Linked DNA regions of Sus scrofa: region 2 is linked to region 1. A link is a contact called in public HiChIP or PLAC-seq data. All regions are on one chromosome and are shown on one strand. Each heading gives the region's core, a stretch centred on a gene start, on an enhancer-like site or on the middle of the called end of the contact. The rest is flanking DNA. Distances are from core to core; before and after follow the strand shown. Region 1 holds the start of NRSN2 (neurensin-2). Region 2 overlaps SCRT2 (transcriptional repressor scratch 2).

The links. HiChIP or PLAC-seq counts read pairs in DNA pulled down with a chosen protein or histone mark.
Region 2: an H3K27ac HiChIP or PLAC-seq map of alveolar macrophages shows a contact between it and region 1. The contact joins the enhancer-like site here to the promoter of NRSN2 in region 1. A contact is called at or near these places in 12 of 47 Hi-C or Micro-C datasets (alveolar macrophages, blood, embryonic fibroblasts and 7 more) and 1 of 2 datasets of contacts at active chromatin or transcription factors (alveolar macrophages).

What each region holds. Positions count from the first base shown.
Region 1 is chr17:34,843,047-34,845,901 of Sscrofa11.1, reverse strand. NRSN2 (neurensin-2) reads left to right here and starts at 1,397. Exons shown (of 3, transcript XM_001928104.4): 1 at 1,397-1,474.
Region 2 is chr17:34,564,766-34,567,465 of Sscrofa11.1, reverse strand. All of the region lies in intron 1 of SCRT2 (transcriptional repressor scratch 2), which reads right to left. All of the region lies in intron 1 of LOC106506648 (a long non-coding RNA gene), which reads left to right. Among named protein-coding and RNA genes, the nearest start is that of SCRT2, 7.9 kb to the right of the region's middle. Within about 2 kb of position 1,330, at least 5 of the 83 cell types and tissues checked have an H3K27ac peak or open chromatin away from gene starts, as enhancers often do. A contact at or near this core is called in alveolar macrophages, where this site is marked.

The sequences.
Region 1 (2,855 bases), core at 148-2,647:
ACCCATAAACTAATATAACAATAATGGTAATAACAATGATAATAATTTATTGAGTTCTTCTTCTGTTCCAGGAGATTTGCTAAGTGTCTTGTATGCACATCTCATTTCATTGTTTTGTTTTTGGCCACACCCAAGGCATGCAGAAGTTCCCTGGCTAGGGATCGTACCAATACCACATCAACAACCTGAGCCCAAGCAGTGACAATGCCAGATCCTTAATCTGCTAGGCCATCAGGGAACTCCTCATTTCACTCTTTTTTTTTTTTTTTTTTTTTGTCTTTTTAGGGCTGCACCTGCAGTATATGGAGGTTCCCAGGCTAGGGGTCCAATCAGAGCTGCAACTGCTGGCGCACGCCACAGCCACAGCAATGCAGGATCTGAGCGGTGTCTGAGACCTACACCACAGCTCACGGCAACACCTGATCCTTAACCCAATCAATGAGGCCAGAGATCAAACCTTCGTTCTCATGGATGTGTTCGTTTCCACTGAGCCATGAAGGGAACTCCTCATTTCACTATTATAACCCCTTTGAGAGGCAGTCGATAATATTATCTTGATTTTACTGAGGCTCAGAGCATTTAAAACACGTAAGCCGAAAGTGGCAGGACCAGGGATACACACACTGATCTGTCTGACTCCAGACTTCAACTCACAAGCACCATGTTGGTTTTTTGTTTTTTGATTTTGGTTTTGACTTTTTGCCTTTTCTAGGGCTGCACCCGTGGCATATGGAGATTCCCAGGCTAGGGGTCGAATCAGAGCTGTAGCCACTGGCCTATGCCAGAGCCACAGCAACGAGGGATCCGAACCGAGTCTTCGACCTACACCGCAGCTCACAGCAATGCCGGATCCTTAACCCACTGAGCAAGGCCAGGGATCGAACCCACAACTTCATGGTTCCTAGTTGGATTCGTTAACCACTGAGCCACGACGGGATCTCCAGGAAGGCACTTCTGATGGGGACCCATTGGGAGAGAGATGGGTCTCAACCATGGGTGGGGGCCCAGATTGAGAGATGGGAGTCTGTTAAGAGGACGAGGGCTCAGGCAGGAGCTGAGCCCTTGTGTACTTGGGTGAGGGCTCCATGCAGAGGCCCAGAGAGGGGACTGAAGATACAGTGGAGACATAAAGCTCAGCGAAGCCAAGGATCTTCAGTCGGCGGGTTGGGAGATGGAGGGAGAGATAGGACAGTCAGGTGAGATGTTTGAGGGGCTGCATAAGGGGGTGGGGTCCCGGCGAGAGGCCTGGGGTCTCAGAGAAAGAAGGGAATTCCCAGAAAAGGACAGGGCTCGGGGTCCTTCAAGGGTCCGAAATCTGCAGGGCCAGCCCTTGGGGCCGATTGCCCGCCCCCCACCCCCACCTCACCCCCACCTCACCACCCCCGCCCCCCGACTGCGGCGCACGCGCCGACCCAAACCGCTTCTGCTGCGCAGGAGCCCCGGCTCCCGCTCGGCGGAGACCGCAGACCGAGAGGTGAGCTCAGCCCTGCTCCACTCGCGGCGCGACCCCCACCCTGCCTCCTCCCGGGATTCGAAGAATCCCCCACTCCCGCTGCGTCCCCAGCCCCTGCCTTGTCCCGCCTCAGGCCGGACGGCGGCCCCAGCCCTGATGTGCCTCGAGCTTTGGGAGGCGGGGGTCCCAGGGACGTAGCAGGAGGCAGACATCTCTTCAGCCCCAACGCCCCGAGGCACCTCAGGGTTGATAGGCTGGGTGAGGCTTCAAAGGACAAGACCCCCTCTCCCTCCCTGCTGAAAACCCATTGGCACCCCTCTATGCCTCAGTTTCCCTCCTGGGGAAAGGATGCACTTGAAGTCTCGAACCGGCGACCGGGTCAGAAACCGTATGCGGTGGTGGTGGTGGTGAGGGGACCTGGCCTCGCTCCCCAGGACGGCGCCCCTCTTCCTGCTTGAGCGATGCCGAACGCTAAGGGGGCGGGTCTGGGGGGGTCTGAGAAGGAGAACTGAGCGTGGCCCCATTAAGGCGACAGATTACAGCCATCTTCTGTCCTCGCGCCTGTCACCTTCCGGTGCGCCTCCCTCCGCTCGCCTCCGCGCGGCAGCCTCCACCCCACGGATCCCGGAGCCCCCTCCTCTTCCCGCTCCCTGCTTTCTGAGCTCCTTCTGCATCCAGCCTAAGGAGAGCGCCCCAGCGGTTCCTATGGCAACCCTGGTCCCGGGTTCTCAGCATCCTCCCGCTCCCTTACCCCCGACCGCCAGTCAGCCTCCTGGCAACCTGAAAAGGAGAGGGAGGGGCCAGGCCGAGGCGGGGGGTGGGGAGGTTGGCAGTGTCAAGGTCACCTTCCTTCTCCTACGCCAGCGAGATCGGGTGACAGTGTGTATTTGGAGGAGAGGAACTGGGAGTTACAGGGGAGGAGCTAAGCCGGGCCTACCATCCCCGAGCTCCCTCCCCGCCCCCTCCCCTAGGAGTGTCGTGGCACTGACGCCCGCCGCCCCACCAGCTGCGTTGTAGTCTCCTGATCCCGGCCTCCCCGAAGCAAAGGTTCCCAATGTGGCCACACCCTCTGCAGAGCCCAGCTCCCCCCAGCCCCCACTCCCGGGGAGCGCTCCGCCCGGACCGATTGCCCTGTTCTTTCCCTGTCTTTCGCTTTGGTCTTTTCCCATTGTCTGTCAATTTGAGGGGGCGGGTGTGGGGGGGTGTCTTTTACCCCTTTTCCCTTTTTTATCCCTGAGTTTTGGGTGAGAACTGTGGCGAACTGCAATTTATAGACAGGCTTTAATGACAGCACTTCTGTGCGCTCATGCAGGTCCATAAAATCACCTTCATCACGCTGTGGCTGTGTGTGTGTGTGTGTGTGTGCGCGTGTGCGTGTGTGCGTGTGCGTGTGTGTGTGTGT
Region 2 (2,700 bases), core at 81-2,580, 280 kb after region 1:
GTCAGGTGCAGAGAGGGCAGTGGTGGTGGTGGTTTTATAGTGGAGGGGGCTCAGCCTCTCAGCACCCCATTCTTCTCCTCTTGTCTGCCTTCGGTCTGGAGGTTCCCCCACCTCCCACTCCAGGAGTCAGGCCTGGGACTTGTCAGGCCCCCAGATGTTAAGGGAGTATTGTTTCAGACTAAGTTGAAATACCTGTTGGGCACACCCAGACCCTCTCTTTCTCCTTCTGTATTTCTTCCCGTTGGAAATTACTGATGATACAATAATACTAACTGATATTTATTGAGCACTTACTAAGTGCCAGGCTCTGTGTTAAATGCTTCAGGCCTGTCACCTTGTTGAATCTTCACAAAAGTACCCCGTGTTACAGAGAAGGAAACAGGCGCCGGTGGTGGTGCTTGATCAAGGGGTGGAACAAGGGTTGGAACCCACTGCTCTGCTCCCTGTTTTCCACACGCCCGAGAGATTGTTCACCTTCTATCCCCAGTGCCCCAGCTGATAGGCACTCGATAAGTATTTGTGAAGTGGGTGATAAATGGGTGATAAAGATTTGCCAGGCCAGCCTCATTCCCTGGCCCGGCAGGGTCTGCCGCCAACCATTCTGTCTACCTGCTCCTGGGACGACTTGATTCCCGACACTGGTTCTAGCTGGGTGACCTTGAGTAGGTCGTGTGTCTTTCTGTGTCTCATCTTTCTCTGGAGATGGGAATAGTATAAAATTCATTTGGAGAGGGTCCCTGATCATGTGGCCCTTGCCTTGCACGTTTTATTATTAAGGAAGGATGGCATACTGGTTAGGAGCCCGATTTTGGTGCCAGACTGCCTGGATTGAGTTCCAGCTTTGCTGTTCCAAGCTGTGTGGTCTTGGACAATTGATCTCTCGATGCCTCTATTTCCCCAGATGTAAAATGGGGGATGATAAAAGCACCTAACTCATACAGTTTGCAGTAAGGAGTCCATGAATGAATTTCATGGACAGTAAGGAGTCCGTGAGTGAAAAGTGAACAAATAATAACCAGCACTCCTGGAGCATGTATGTGTCAGATGCTATTTAAAGGCTTTACACACACACAAAATGCATTTCACCATCATAACGCTGCAGTTGGTACCATCTTACGGATGAGGAATCCGAGGCACAAGGTAGTTAAGTAACTTAGAGTCAGGATTCCAACCCAGTGCCTGGCACAAGACCCGGACTGTCATTATGAGTAACAATAACATTCTCCCCAGATGGGTTTCCGTGCTGCAGTTTTCTTGGCGTCTGCACAGACACATCTTGCAGCTCCTCCCTGGGCCACAGTTTCCTCACCAGGATGTGTAATTTCTGCCTCATGCCCTGGTGAGAAAACTCCTGTGTTGCACATTGGTAGGAGCTCAATGCACCCGGCAGTCCACGTCCCAGCTGGGCTCTGTCTGTGGCGCCCTCTGGTGGTAGAATGCAGTACTGCAGCCCCTTACTCCTGCCGCTGGGGGTCTCTTTATAGAAATAGGGGCGCCTCAAACAAAGGCTGCTCTTCTGCCTACGGATGGATGTGGAATTGCCTTCTGGACAGGAATTGTGGGGCCAGACCAACTGGGGGGCCAGCAGCTGTGGAGTTTGGCAGGGGTTTGGGGTGGGGTTTGGGAGGGTGGTATGAGAGTTTATGTGTTCATGTTGGCAGAGGTGGTTCTAACTTGCTTTGTGACCTTGGTCAGTTTGTTTAACCTCTGTGGAAGTTCCCTTGTGGCACAGCGGGTTAAGGACACAGTATTACCGCAGTGCAGGTGGCAACTGGTTCAATCCCCGGCCCTGGGAGCTTCCCCATGTTTCAAGTGTGGCCAAAAAACCCCACAAACAAACAAAAACACCCCCCTGGACTGTGTACTGGAATAAGGTTGACTGGGAGGCTCTAAAGACCCTTTCTGCATCCTGGCGGAATAGACCCCTCAATGATGCCCATTGTCCTTTCCCTAGAACCCAACCCTCATCAACTCCACTTCAGACCGCAGACCTCTCCCTAGCTGTGTGACCTTGGGCAAGTTAGTTAACCTTTTGGTGCCATAATCTGTATAAAGGAACTCATCATGGAATTGAACAAATTAATGGTATAAAATGCTTAGTACAATGCCTGGCACGCAGTAGCCTCTCAAGCTGCTATTATTATTGTCATTATTACTGGCCCTCCATTTCTTAGTGATATCCTTCTAATCTGCTGGAGAGTAGAAGGGGACACACCTGGGTATCTCAGGCTGCTGGGTGACCTTGGGCAAACCACTTCACCTCTCTGGGCCTCAACCCTGGAGCCTCCTTTAGGACACTATGGGAAGTGCTCTTCTGACTCTGTGTGTGGAACTCAGACAGGTTCGGGGTGCCTTCCTGTACCCTACAGGTGACTGTAGAAGGCTGAGCTGCCTGCTCCCCAGCCAACAGGGTGAGACAGTCCTCTCTTGTTTGGGTCCAGATGGAGGCAGGGAGGCCCAGGGACCCAGAGAGAAGAGACTTGACTCTCATCCTGGCTCTTATACTCATACTCCAGCTGCGTGACCATGGGCAACTCACAAAGCCTCTCCAGGCTCCAGTGCCCCATTTGAAGGATAGGGGCTAGAGCCACTCCTGCCACGTGGGGCTGTAGTGAAGGGAGAAGTGGCGATGTCGTGTGCATGTCACCTGAGAATGACTTTTGGTTTTCCCAGCCTGGGAGTCTTGATGTTTCAGGCTGA